Regions from separate parts of the Mus musculus genome. Here all the other regions are linked to region 1. Evidence: chromatin contacts called from public ChIA-PET and promoter capture Hi-C data. All regions are on one chromosome and are shown on one strand. Each heading gives the region's core, a stretch centred on a gene start, on an enhancer-like site or on the middle of the called end of the contact. The rest is flanking DNA. Distances are from core to core; before and after follow the strand shown. Region 1 holds the start of Bend4 (BEN domain containing 4). Region 2 has its middle 46 kb from the start of Gm33345. Region 3 overlaps Slc30a9 (solute carrier family 30 (zinc transporter), member 9).

Region 1 (3,476 bases), core at 477-2,976:
AGAGACAATGCCCATCTATTGTCACTAGGAAGAAAAAAAAAATCCAACACAAAGTCTTAGATTCGCTGACAATCTGAATCTAGGAGGCTCTTAAGTGCCCTGAAAGGCCTGAGCAGGTTCTGATGAGCCCATAAACGTGGCTGTGTGTCCTTCCCTCAGGAGCTGAGACTGGGTGCAGGCCTTGCTCAGTGCTCGCTCACATTCCCTAGAGGAGATAAAATCTCGACCTCTGGGTAGGTGATCCCATGGAGACTCATTGACATAGAAACCAGGGTCTCAAGGACAGGGTGGGTGGGGATTTTAACTCTGCTCTGTGGATGCTCCTGTGCAGCGACCCCTTGCCCACGCCAAAAAATCTTCACTCCCCACCCCACAACCCAGAGCAGCAGAACCGCGGATAAAGCTAGGGGGACTGTGCGCCATGGACACCGGAGCGCACAGAGAACAAGAAACCCAGAGACCCCAGGAGGAGCCCAAGTGGTCCAGGTCTGCCCTACTGGGGCCGGGATCTTCAAAGGTCAGCTCCCCCCACTCCCCCAGGCAAAGAACCTCCGAGAAGGACAAGTAGACCTCGGGCGGGCGGGCAGGCGGGAAAGGGAAGTGTGGCGTGGGGGAAAAAGTGAAGTGGCCGGGAATAAAATGGGCGTCTCCTCGGAGTGGCCTCAGCCCGCTGTCCCGGGGCCTGTCCCCTCCCCAGCTCCCCGCCCAGGGCCTGCTCTCTTCACAGGCTCTCCCGCTGCCCTCCCGGGTGCTCGCCAGGAGCCCGCACCCCACAGCCACCTGTTAAGGCGCGCGCGCCGTCGGAAGCTCGGGTCACCGCGGCGCCCCGGAATCTTCCAGAAGTTACTACTGCCCGAGCGTAGCACGCTCCCGAGGCCCACGGGGACCACGGGGACAGCGCGCACAGCCTCTCCGGACCCCCCGATTCCCACGCCCTCCCCCCCTCCACGCCACCTTCGGAGCTCCGCAAAGTTGCGGCCCGGGAGTCTGTACCTGCACTGAGCTCCAGGCTGGCGCCGTCGCTACCCGCGCCGCTGCTGCAAGCGCCGGTCGCCGGGCCAGGGCCGTACCTGACGACGGCGGCGAAGGACGACGACGACGAGGCGGCGGGGGCCGCGAGCGGCGGAGGCGGCGGCGGCGGTGGCGCCGGAGTCCTGGGATGGCCCGGGGGCGCGGCGGGTGTGCAGGACGGCGACGACGACGAGGCGGCGGCGGCGGCGGGGGCCCGGCCTGACCCGGCCGGGTAGGACGGCTGCGTCGGGAACGGCGGCGGCTCGCTGCTGCTGATGGGCACGGCGGCGAGCGAGGCGAAGGGCGGCGGCGGCGGCGGCGGCGGCAGCGGGGACGGCCGCGCGGGCGACAGCTCGAGCAGAGAGGGTCTGTCGTAGCGCTTGGCCAGCGCCGGCCGCCGGCTGGGGAACGTCTTGAGGACGCTGTAGGGGCCGCGCTGCTTGTAGATGCGGGGCGCGCTGGGCCCCTCCTCCGCCGCCTGCATCTCGGGCTCCATGCCGAGTCTGAGGCCCTGCCCGCCCCGCGCGCGGCTCCGGAGGTGGCTCGGCCGCCCGGCCGCCTGCTCTACCCCGGCGCGCGCCGGCGGGAAGGCGTGTGTCTGCGCCGTGGCCGCCGCCGCCGCCGCTGCCTGTCGCCGAGCCTGGCATCTCCGAGCCCCCGCGCGGGGGGCTGCCGCCCAGCGCTGATTGACAGCCCGCCTCGCCAATGCCTGGAGGGAGAAAGGAGGTAAGGAGCAAGTGTTTAGGGTAATATCTGCTAATGATGATGGGGGCGGGGCGGGGCCTGGGCCCGGGCGGCCCGCGCGATCGGCGCTTCGGACAGGGTCGTGGGGGGAGGTGGGGAGGGGGAGCCCGTGGCCCGAGGGGACCCGGTGGGGGAACGGAACCTGGAGGGCGTCCCGGTGGGGACAGGTGGAAGAGGTGGCGTCCCGGCTCTCTCGGCTGTGGACGTGAGGCGGCAGCGGTTGTCCGCAGGGTCCGAGCTTTGGAAAGGAGTTCCCGGCGCCCTCCTGCGTGACCTCCCAACTCTCGGAGTGCACGAAGGGGGTGGTACCTAGAAGTTAGGGCGGGGTCGCCAGAGTGCAAGGGTGGGACAGCAAGTTCTTCTAGAAGGAAGCTACACCTCCCTCCCCCCGCCCCCCTCCCGAAAAAGAACATCTCGAAGGACTTGGCACAGGCCGCTGGGAGGTTTGTCCTGCCTTAGGGTCTTGCTGTCCCAGGTCTGGCGGCCGAACCAGAAAGCACTCAGGGCCTAGTGCTTCCATACTGTTTCGCTTGTTCTCCATAGGGAGCTGGGCGAGAGAGCACAGAGGCGCCATCATTTCTTTCCATTCTACAGATTTGAAAACTGAGGCTCTGAAAGACCAGATTTGAAAACTGAGGCTCTGAAAGACTAAAGGGAAATATGCAAATTCACGCAGAGGAGTTTGTGAGTGAATTGCACGGTTACATATAGGTCTTCAGAATGTAAAATAGCTGGTAGACAGTGCAATTCAAGGGAACAAAATGATCCCACGGTTCCCTTTGGGATGGTGACTGCTTTGAACATTATTATATTATCTATGCATATACGTTGCAAGACCAAAGTGGCCTGGGATCACCCTTTCCTTGCGTTGCTCATACTACCCGGCACCACCGGGCTAAGGATTCAGTGATGAAGATCTCAGTAATTTGCCGAAGCTGCCCCGTAAGGTTCTTCAAACACAAGGAAGGGTTCCGGCCTCTGCCAGTCACTCCTTCCTGTCTCAAAGGGAGCATCCTCTAGTTAGGCCTACCCCAATCCCTGCATCCCCTCTTCCCAAGCTTGGGTTTCAACCTCGTTCATCATTATCCAGGTCCTTGATGAATGAAGCTCATCTCTCCAATCTGGAGTTGCTTTTTTATTCAGAGCTATCCTTCAGTCTTGGGAAAGTGACCCATTTTCTCCTGGGGGCCAGGACTTTGGCCTCTCATTTTCCAGATCTCTCCCATTGGAAGAGTTCCTCTCCCTTGCTGTTTCCAGAGTCTCTGCTCACCCACTCTGGACTGTCTTCCTCTCCTCAGCAAGCTCCTCTGATAGTGCTGTGCCCCTCCCCCATTTATTAGAGATGAAATAAATAATGCCATAAATAAAAGTATTTGGGAGTCCAGGAACTGTCAGGGCTGATTAGGGCATAGAGGACATTTTCTTTCTCATTATGCAAAAGCATTTCATGGGGAAATAAAAGAGGTTTCATTGTAACTCATGCATGTCATATTTCAAGGAATTCACGATATTAATCATATTTAACATTATTTGCAGCGTTTCTTCTCCCTGGCTTCTGAAAACTGCTAAATGAGGACACGTGGATCACTGGGAAGAAAGGGCGGGCGATGAGCAAGTGAGGGACAGTTAAGAAATAATGAAACGCTGGTGAAAGACAGAGAGAATGAGATGCCGGGGAGATGTTTCTTAGGCACCGAAGGGAGAGGTGGGGGAGAGGCTCC
Region 2 (3,487 bases), core at 964-3,463, 67 kb before region 1:
AGAGATTGTTGCCCCTGAATCCCTCATCCTGCCTCTGAGATGGAACTTGGGAAAGCATATATATTGAAGAATTGTCTGGCTCTTTTATATTTGCAATTTTTAAATTTCATCCCTAGGCTTGGTTTTATGGAAAAAGGAACTTTTCGTTTCTATTACATTGTGTTTTGTCTGTCTGATTTGACTGACAGATTAAAAGAGTCCTGGCCTCTCAGGATCGACCTTTCCTTAATGTGATATGTAAGAGCAACGCACTTCTTAATTTGGGAGTTTCCTCCTAATAAATGAATGGTTTTTGAACATGTATGCTTTTTATCATATGCTAAAGAACTAAAATGTGTGATGTCATGTTTTACCCTAAAAATTTTGTTCACACCTTGTGACAGAATTTGTCATTCATTATCCTTGTTATAATTGTTTTCTTGGTTTCACAGAAGTTAATCGTAATTATTAGCATATGGTTAGGATATATCATATGTTTGCGAGAATGCACTGAATGTTGCAGCATTTACAGGGAACATTTTCTCAGCCCAAATACTTCCTTCACTTAGGAACAACTGATATTACCAGCATTTGGTTTGGCCTAGGAGGACTTCAAATATGTGTTTGCACATGGATTTTCTCCCTTTGTTCTACAAGGCCCGTAAAGTACTGTATACTAGTGAAGCTCTTAGACTTAAAAAGTCCTCAGCAAGCCTGCAGGGGTGGCACCCACATAAAGCTGCTGCTCACAACCATCTGTAACCCCAGTTCCAGGAGACTAGGCTTCTCCTGGCCTCTGCACACAAATGTTTCATCTCCACACATGCAAGCACTCATACATGAAAACAGAACATTTCAAAGGAAAAATTAGGAACGTTGAAATAAAGAGCGCTTAGCCAGTTCCCTGTTTTGTGTCAACTGAGAGTCCCGACATTTCCAAGAGGATGTGTGCTATGTCCATCGTAGGGTAGCTTCCCACAGCAGGGCACTGTTTACATGAACTCTAAAGGTTCAGTCCTTGGTTGCATTGGTCATGGCTTTATGTGCCCCGCAGCCACTGTGATGACTGGCCAGTTCGTGGCACAGTGCAGATAGAGCACTTCTCTTGGCAGTTCCTTCGTATGGCTCCAATGTGGTGACGTCACCCTAATCTCTTCATGGTCTGGGTATCTATAGTACACAACAGAGTAGACCCTAACCTGAGGCGGAAGTTGTACCTTTTTGTCTTGGGTTTTTTTCTATATGAAGAGACAACATGACCCAGACAGCTCTTATAAAAGAGATTGTGGGCATGCGTACAGTTTGAGAGGGTTAGCCCATGATCGTAGGAGAGCAGGAGTGGCAAGCTATGGTGTTGGGGCAGTAACTTAGAACTTTACATCCTACTCCACAGGCAGAGAGCTCCTGGGCCTGGTGTGAGCTTCTGAAACCTCAAAGCCCACCCCTCAGTGACGTACTTCCTCCAACAAGGCCACACCTTCAAATCTTATTCTGCCTTAAACAATTCACCAACTGGGGACTAAGCATGCAAATATGGAGCCCTTGGGAGCTATCCTCATTCAAGCCACTACACTTTAACCCCCATGTGTATGTATGTGTGGTGTGCAAGTTTATGTGTGCAGGTGCACACTCAAAAGGGTGTGTGTGTATGCATGTGTGCACACGTGCGTGCGCAAAGGCCTGATAATGACATTGGATGTGTTTAGTTGCTCTCTACTTACTGAGGCAGAGTCTCTTACTAAACTCAGAGCTCACTGGCTGTGGCAAGTCTAACTCTTCAGCTTGTCCCAGGGACCCTGAGTGCCGGGATTGCAGGTGTTCTTTGGGCCTGTACAGCTTTTACATGGGCGCTGGGAGTCAGAACTCCGGTCCTCACACTTGCAAGACAAGCACGTACTTTCTCCCCAGAGCCATCTCCACAGTCCAGCTTGGCTCTGACAAAATTGTATTGCCATAAATAATTAGCTTGAGGGTCATTTAAGGATACCACTAGTGTTATTTTGTACACGTAGATTTGTCATTTTGAAAATGAGACATTTGAACTCCCTTCTCTGGTTCAGAATCATGCTAAATGTTCAGGGACAGTGGACCCTAAAAACTGTTCTTGAGTCTTCAAAACTTCCTGCCCAGACTGGTAAATCATGTGATTCTGAGGGTTCATGTGGGTTTGCTCAGTGCCCACCCCAAGCATCCCCAAAAGCATTCACAAGTGAAAACAGGAAGTCAGTGTGCCCAGGGAAAAGGAGTTTCAGATTTAGAAGACATGAAGTGGTGAATGTTGTGTATGTCAGTCTGTGCCTGGAGAGCTCTCAGCATGATGAAATGCTACTGCACTGAACTGTGAGTACTGTCATCTGTGCCAATAAATCCTATTTAAAAGAAATGAACTCTCAGCCACTCCTGGCACTTTGATGGTTAGGTTGAGGTCTGTGGAACATTAAGGGGTTGGTAGTCTTACCAATGCATGCATTTGAAGAGGAAGGAATCACTTGGATGGGTCCGAGTTGATTTAGGGGCTGGAGAGATGGCTCAGGTGAAGAGCTGTGCTTCCAGAGAACCCAGATTTAGTTCCCAGCAACCACATGGCAGCTCCCAACAACCATCTATAATTCCCAGGGCATCCAATGCCTTCCTCTGACCTCTTGAAGCATTTCATGCACACGGTATACAGACATACATATAAGCAAAGCATCCACGCACATAAAATCGATCCTATTTGTCATTTATTTTGTGAGGGAGACATTTATTTGGTGTGGGTCACAACACCCACGTGGAGGGCAGAGGACAGCGTCAAACAAGGGTCTTGTTTCTGTTGCTGCCTGTATACTTCTGGCCAGGTCTCCTATCTTCACCTCCAGTCTTGCTGTAGAAGTTTGGAGAGGGCAGGTGCATACCACCACGTTTGATTTTTTATGTGCCTCCTAGGGACTGAATGTGTGTCCCCAGGCTTGCATGGCCTGCTGAGACATCTCACTGGCCTATTTTCTGTGTTCAGTAAGAACCCATGTCAAAATTTACTGAGTAGTTGTGTTTTACAAGGTGCCAGTTGGAACCTTCTAGAAGAAGGGTGGTGGTAGTCTTACTAGCTCTATGAGCTGACTCCTTCCTGATCATCTAGAGCAATGGATATGGCACACTGGTCATTTCATGTAGGAACCGAGACAGCATGTGCCTATGGCCTTTGGCTTTCTTGGGGCCTCTAAGGCCATGCAGTTGTTAGCCCATCACAGACCAGTGATGAATAGGAGATGCTAGATCCTAATCTGAGCCCACTTGGAAGCATCCTGAGCAACTCCTATAAATTAGTATGTGTTGGCTTTTCTGGATTCACTTACACTGCCTCAGCAAGCAAGTAAGAGCGTGGCCCAGAGTCCTGGATTTTTATCATCAGAACATTTATCACTCATTTTAAGAAAAAAAAAAATACTAGAACAGTGATCTCTGATCCATAGCAAAAACAAAAAGCAAACATTAAAAAACCTATCTCATTCAGAAGCTGGCCTCTTCT
Region 3 (3,240 bases), core at 212-2,711, 110 kb before region 1:
TCTGACCTCCACATGATGCAAGTCTACTTTGCATCTACGGTCACATTAAAATGTGCACATATACCACACACAGACATCCCACACAGACATTAAAAGAGAGTGAGAGACAAAGACACAGAGAAAGAAAGACACAGGCACACACACACACAGAGCATATGCACATGGTGTTCAGAATTTGAGAAAAACAAGGTTCTTCAACTACAGTGACTTTGAACAAGTTGGGCATGTTGGCACATGCGTTAATCTCAGCACTTAGGAGACAGGCAGGATCTCTGTGAGTTTAAGGGCAGCCTGGTTTACACAGTAAGTTCCAGGACAGCTAGAGCTACTTAGTGAGACTTTCTCAAAAAAACCAAAACCAAACAAACCAGAAAAATTCATTACATTTGGACTATTGAGCAGGATAAAAAAATAAATAAAAACAAAAAGAACCCATTTAGATATCTTGTCTAGGGAAAGCAGATTGGAAAAACAGACCAAGAAACAATTTAACCTAAAAGCTGCCAAACAGAGAAGCCAGTTCCTGCTCATTTGAAATAATATTTATATCAACAGTATGCAGGAGGCCAAGGGACCGCTCCTTGGGAGTGATATCTTTGGAATCAGAAAAGGAAAACTGAATGTCCCCCTGGGATTTCATGCTGAGCTAAAGGTGAAATAAGCATGATATTACACATAAAGGTTGCTGTTACAAACCAGCCATTCAGAGTTAAAGAGCACTGTAAACATAGATATTTCTCTAAGTTGCAAAATAAACTCAGGGAAATCAGGATATGATAGAAAGGGCTGTGAAGAATAAGAAATGAATAAGTGATGTTGGTAAAATTAAGAATTGGTAATAGAAATAGCAAACATTTTGTCAAAATTTAGTATTAAAACTGTAATCCTGAGTGATAAGAAAAAATTTCTTGTTCTAGAGGAGAGTAGAAATACTAACTTTGCAGATGGCTGAAAATCTTACAGGGAATATCCTATGTACACTAAATTAAAGAGTAGAAATATAATTTTATAAATTCCAAACCAGTGGTAGGAGGATGGGACAAGCGGAACGTATGGGAAGTTGATTGACTCTAACGGATAGCAGGAAACGTGAAAGAAAAAAATAAAAGCAAGGAAAAAAGGACAGTACTCTGGGAACAGACAATAAGCTGGTCCAGGTGAACCACAGTCAAATGGTCATGTGTAATGCTGCGACGGATAATTAACACATCCATTCGCAGCGCAGTGGGAGCACAGACTCCGCTGTACTTTGGTCCTCTCTCTCATTTGCTCTAGGACTTTGTTCGTAGGATTTATTTTTTAACTGCACCAGCAGTTTTCCCCTTCCTTGAAATGAGGTCAACCCTTCCTTCATTCTGTTCTCAGCTTCTGCTGAAAACCCAGATGATATTCTGTGTTCCTGCCTCATCACTGCCCCATCCTCGTTCTTCCCCAGAAAGCGGCTTGTCACGAGCTTCCCGTGGCTTTCCTGTTGCTAATTGCTCAGTACTCACTGTGAGCCTTCTCTGTCTTCCTCAGTGTAAAATACGCAGATGCTGCTTATGAAGTCACATGTCATTGTAAGCATGGAGGCAGTATGTGCTTAACAGCGTGCACCGCACTAATAAAAATGTCTTAGGTTTCAGTCCTTTCTCCTTCCATTTCTAAAATATCACCTGTGCAGGTACAGGACCTTTCGCCTGTTTCCTTATGAAGAGGAAATTGTAGTTGTGTGACTTTGAGGGACATTAGAACCTCTCTGTGCTTCAGTTTCTTCAGGTAGAGATCATAAAACCAATGCCAAAATGGTTTTGTGGGAACTAAATCTAGCAGCGCAGGCTGGCTGCTGAGGACATGTGCTGGACTCACTGAGCTGTGATTAAAACATGCAATTCTAGTTGAATGAAGTCAAGTTGTAATAAAGAGAAATGTTTTAAGAGTGAATGAAGTTTTTATTATAAAATATACACATACATTGAAATATTTTTAAGTTAGAAAATAATCTTCTCTTTGGTAACATCCTTCTCACATTTGCATTTGCCATGTGAGTCTATGGCATTATTTTCAGCTTTAGCACCTTGGGTCTTTTTGTTGGTGTTTTGTTTTGTTTTGTTTTTAAAATGAGGCAGGGGTACTGAGGAGTTGAGAGCACTTACTGCTGTTGTAGAAGACTCCAGTGCCAGTACTGACAGCAGGAGCTTCACAACCTTAACCCCAGGGATCCAATGCCCTCTTCTGGTCTCCACGGACTCCTGCTGCACGTGGTACCCAGGCTCACACAGGCACACATAATTCAGAAATAAATCTTTTTAAAGGGGAGGTGAAAGGAACAACTTAGCATGCTTGTGTGCTCTAAATTGTTTAGTTTTGTCTATTTTTGAACTTTGTTGCAATAGATTTTTGTGTATTCTTTGTAGTTTGTCTCCTTTTTCATTAAGTTTTGTTGCTAGATTTATCCTGACTCTGTATTTGTGTGCTTTGGTGATTTTCACAAAGATAATTACAGCACAAACTATTGAGGCTGTTGTATGAATTAAAGAGTTGACACAACAGCAGTGTTTGGCTTAGAAGAGATAGCTAGCCATGGTGAGGTTTGCACTCACTGCTTATAAAAGGAAGGGATGTCACTGTTCTTTTGCTGATGGGCTTTTGATGGTTGCAGTTTTTAAAACAGAACACAGTGCTGCTGTGAATGCCATGTACAGTTGCCCTTGTGCAAGGATTTCTTATTCATTGACCTGGAAGACTTCGAGGATCATAGTTCTCTGATAGACATTTGTGCCTGTTCCCACCAACAGCCATATTCTCTCTCTTTGTACCGTTACCAAGATCAGGTGGTGTGGTTTTTCATTTTCCATAGTGTAATGGTTGTAAAATGCAATTCTTTAGTTTCATTTGAATTCCATTAATGAAATAATCACCTTTTCATAATCTAATGCTAATGCATATTTGTTTTTCTATGCAAGTTTGCTATAATGTTCATTTTAATGAACCTTTTCTTATTGATCTGGAGGAAGTTTTAAAATAGACTTGAAACAAATCATTTGTTAACTCTGTTGGAAGTAGTTTCTCCCAAATTGAGACTTTTCCTTCTTCCCTCTGAGCCTGGCGTGGTGGCACACACCTTTAATCCCAGCACTCGGGAGGCAGAGGCAGGTGGATTTCTGAGTTTGAGGCCAGCCTGGTCTACAGAGTGAGTTCCAGGACAGCCTGGGTTATATAGAGAAACTCTCTCGAAAAACAAAAAACAAACAAACAAAA

The links. Promoter capture Hi-C pulls out the DNA fragments that hold promoters and counts their contacts. ChIA-PET counts read pairs in DNA pulled down with a chosen protein or histone mark.
Region 2: an RNA polymerase II ChIA-PET map of memory CD8 T cells shows a contact between it and region 1, with 2.9 times the contacts expected there. The contact joins the enhancer-like site here to the promoter of Bend4 in region 1. A contact is called at or near these places in 2 of 39 promoter capture datasets (the HPC-7 cell line, HPC-7-derived erythroid cells and pre-B cells), 4 of 484 Hi-C or Micro-C datasets (CD8 T cells, myocytes and nephron progenitors), 6 of 115 datasets of contacts at active chromatin or transcription factors (CD8 T cells, SST interneurons, double positive thymocytes and 2 more) and 2 of 9 other capture datasets (adipose tissue and liver).
Region 3: a promoter capture Hi-C map of the HPC-7 cell line shows a contact between it and region 1. The contact joins the enhancer-like site here to the promoter of Bend4 in region 1. A contact is called at or near these places in 4 of 39 promoter capture datasets (the HPC-7 cell line, epiblast stem cells and pre-B cells), 2 of 484 Hi-C or Micro-C datasets (CD8 T cells and pre-megakaryocyte-erythroid progenitors), 1 of 115 datasets of contacts at active chromatin or transcription factors (embryonic stem cells) and 4 of 9 other capture datasets (adipose tissue, embryonic tail, liver and 1 more).

The regions. Positions count from the first base shown.
Region 1 is chr5:67,426,073-67,429,548 of GRCm38.p6, forward strand. It overlaps Bend4 (BEN domain containing 4), which reads right to left and starts at 1,727. Exons shown (of 5, transcript NM_001164806.1): 1 at 994-1,727. The coding sequence starts at 1,507.
Region 2 is chr5:67,358,143-67,361,629 of GRCm38.p6, forward strand. No RefSeq gene overlaps it. Among named protein-coding and RNA genes, the nearest start is that of Gm33345, 46 kb to the right of the region's middle. Within about 2 kb of position 2,214, at least 10 of the 459 cell types and tissues checked have an H3K27ac peak or open chromatin away from gene starts, as enhancers often do. A contact at or near this core is called in memory CD8 T cells, where this site is marked.
Region 3 is chr5:67,320,615-67,323,854 of GRCm38.p6, forward strand. All of the region lies in intron 2 of Slc30a9 (solute carrier family 30 (zinc transporter), member 9), which reads left to right. Among named protein-coding and RNA genes, the nearest start is that of Slc30a9, 15 kb to the left of the region's middle. Within about 2 kb of position 1,462, at least 5 of the 459 cell types and tissues checked have an H3K27ac peak or open chromatin away from gene starts, as enhancers often do. A contact at or near this core is called in the HPC-7 cell line, where this site is marked.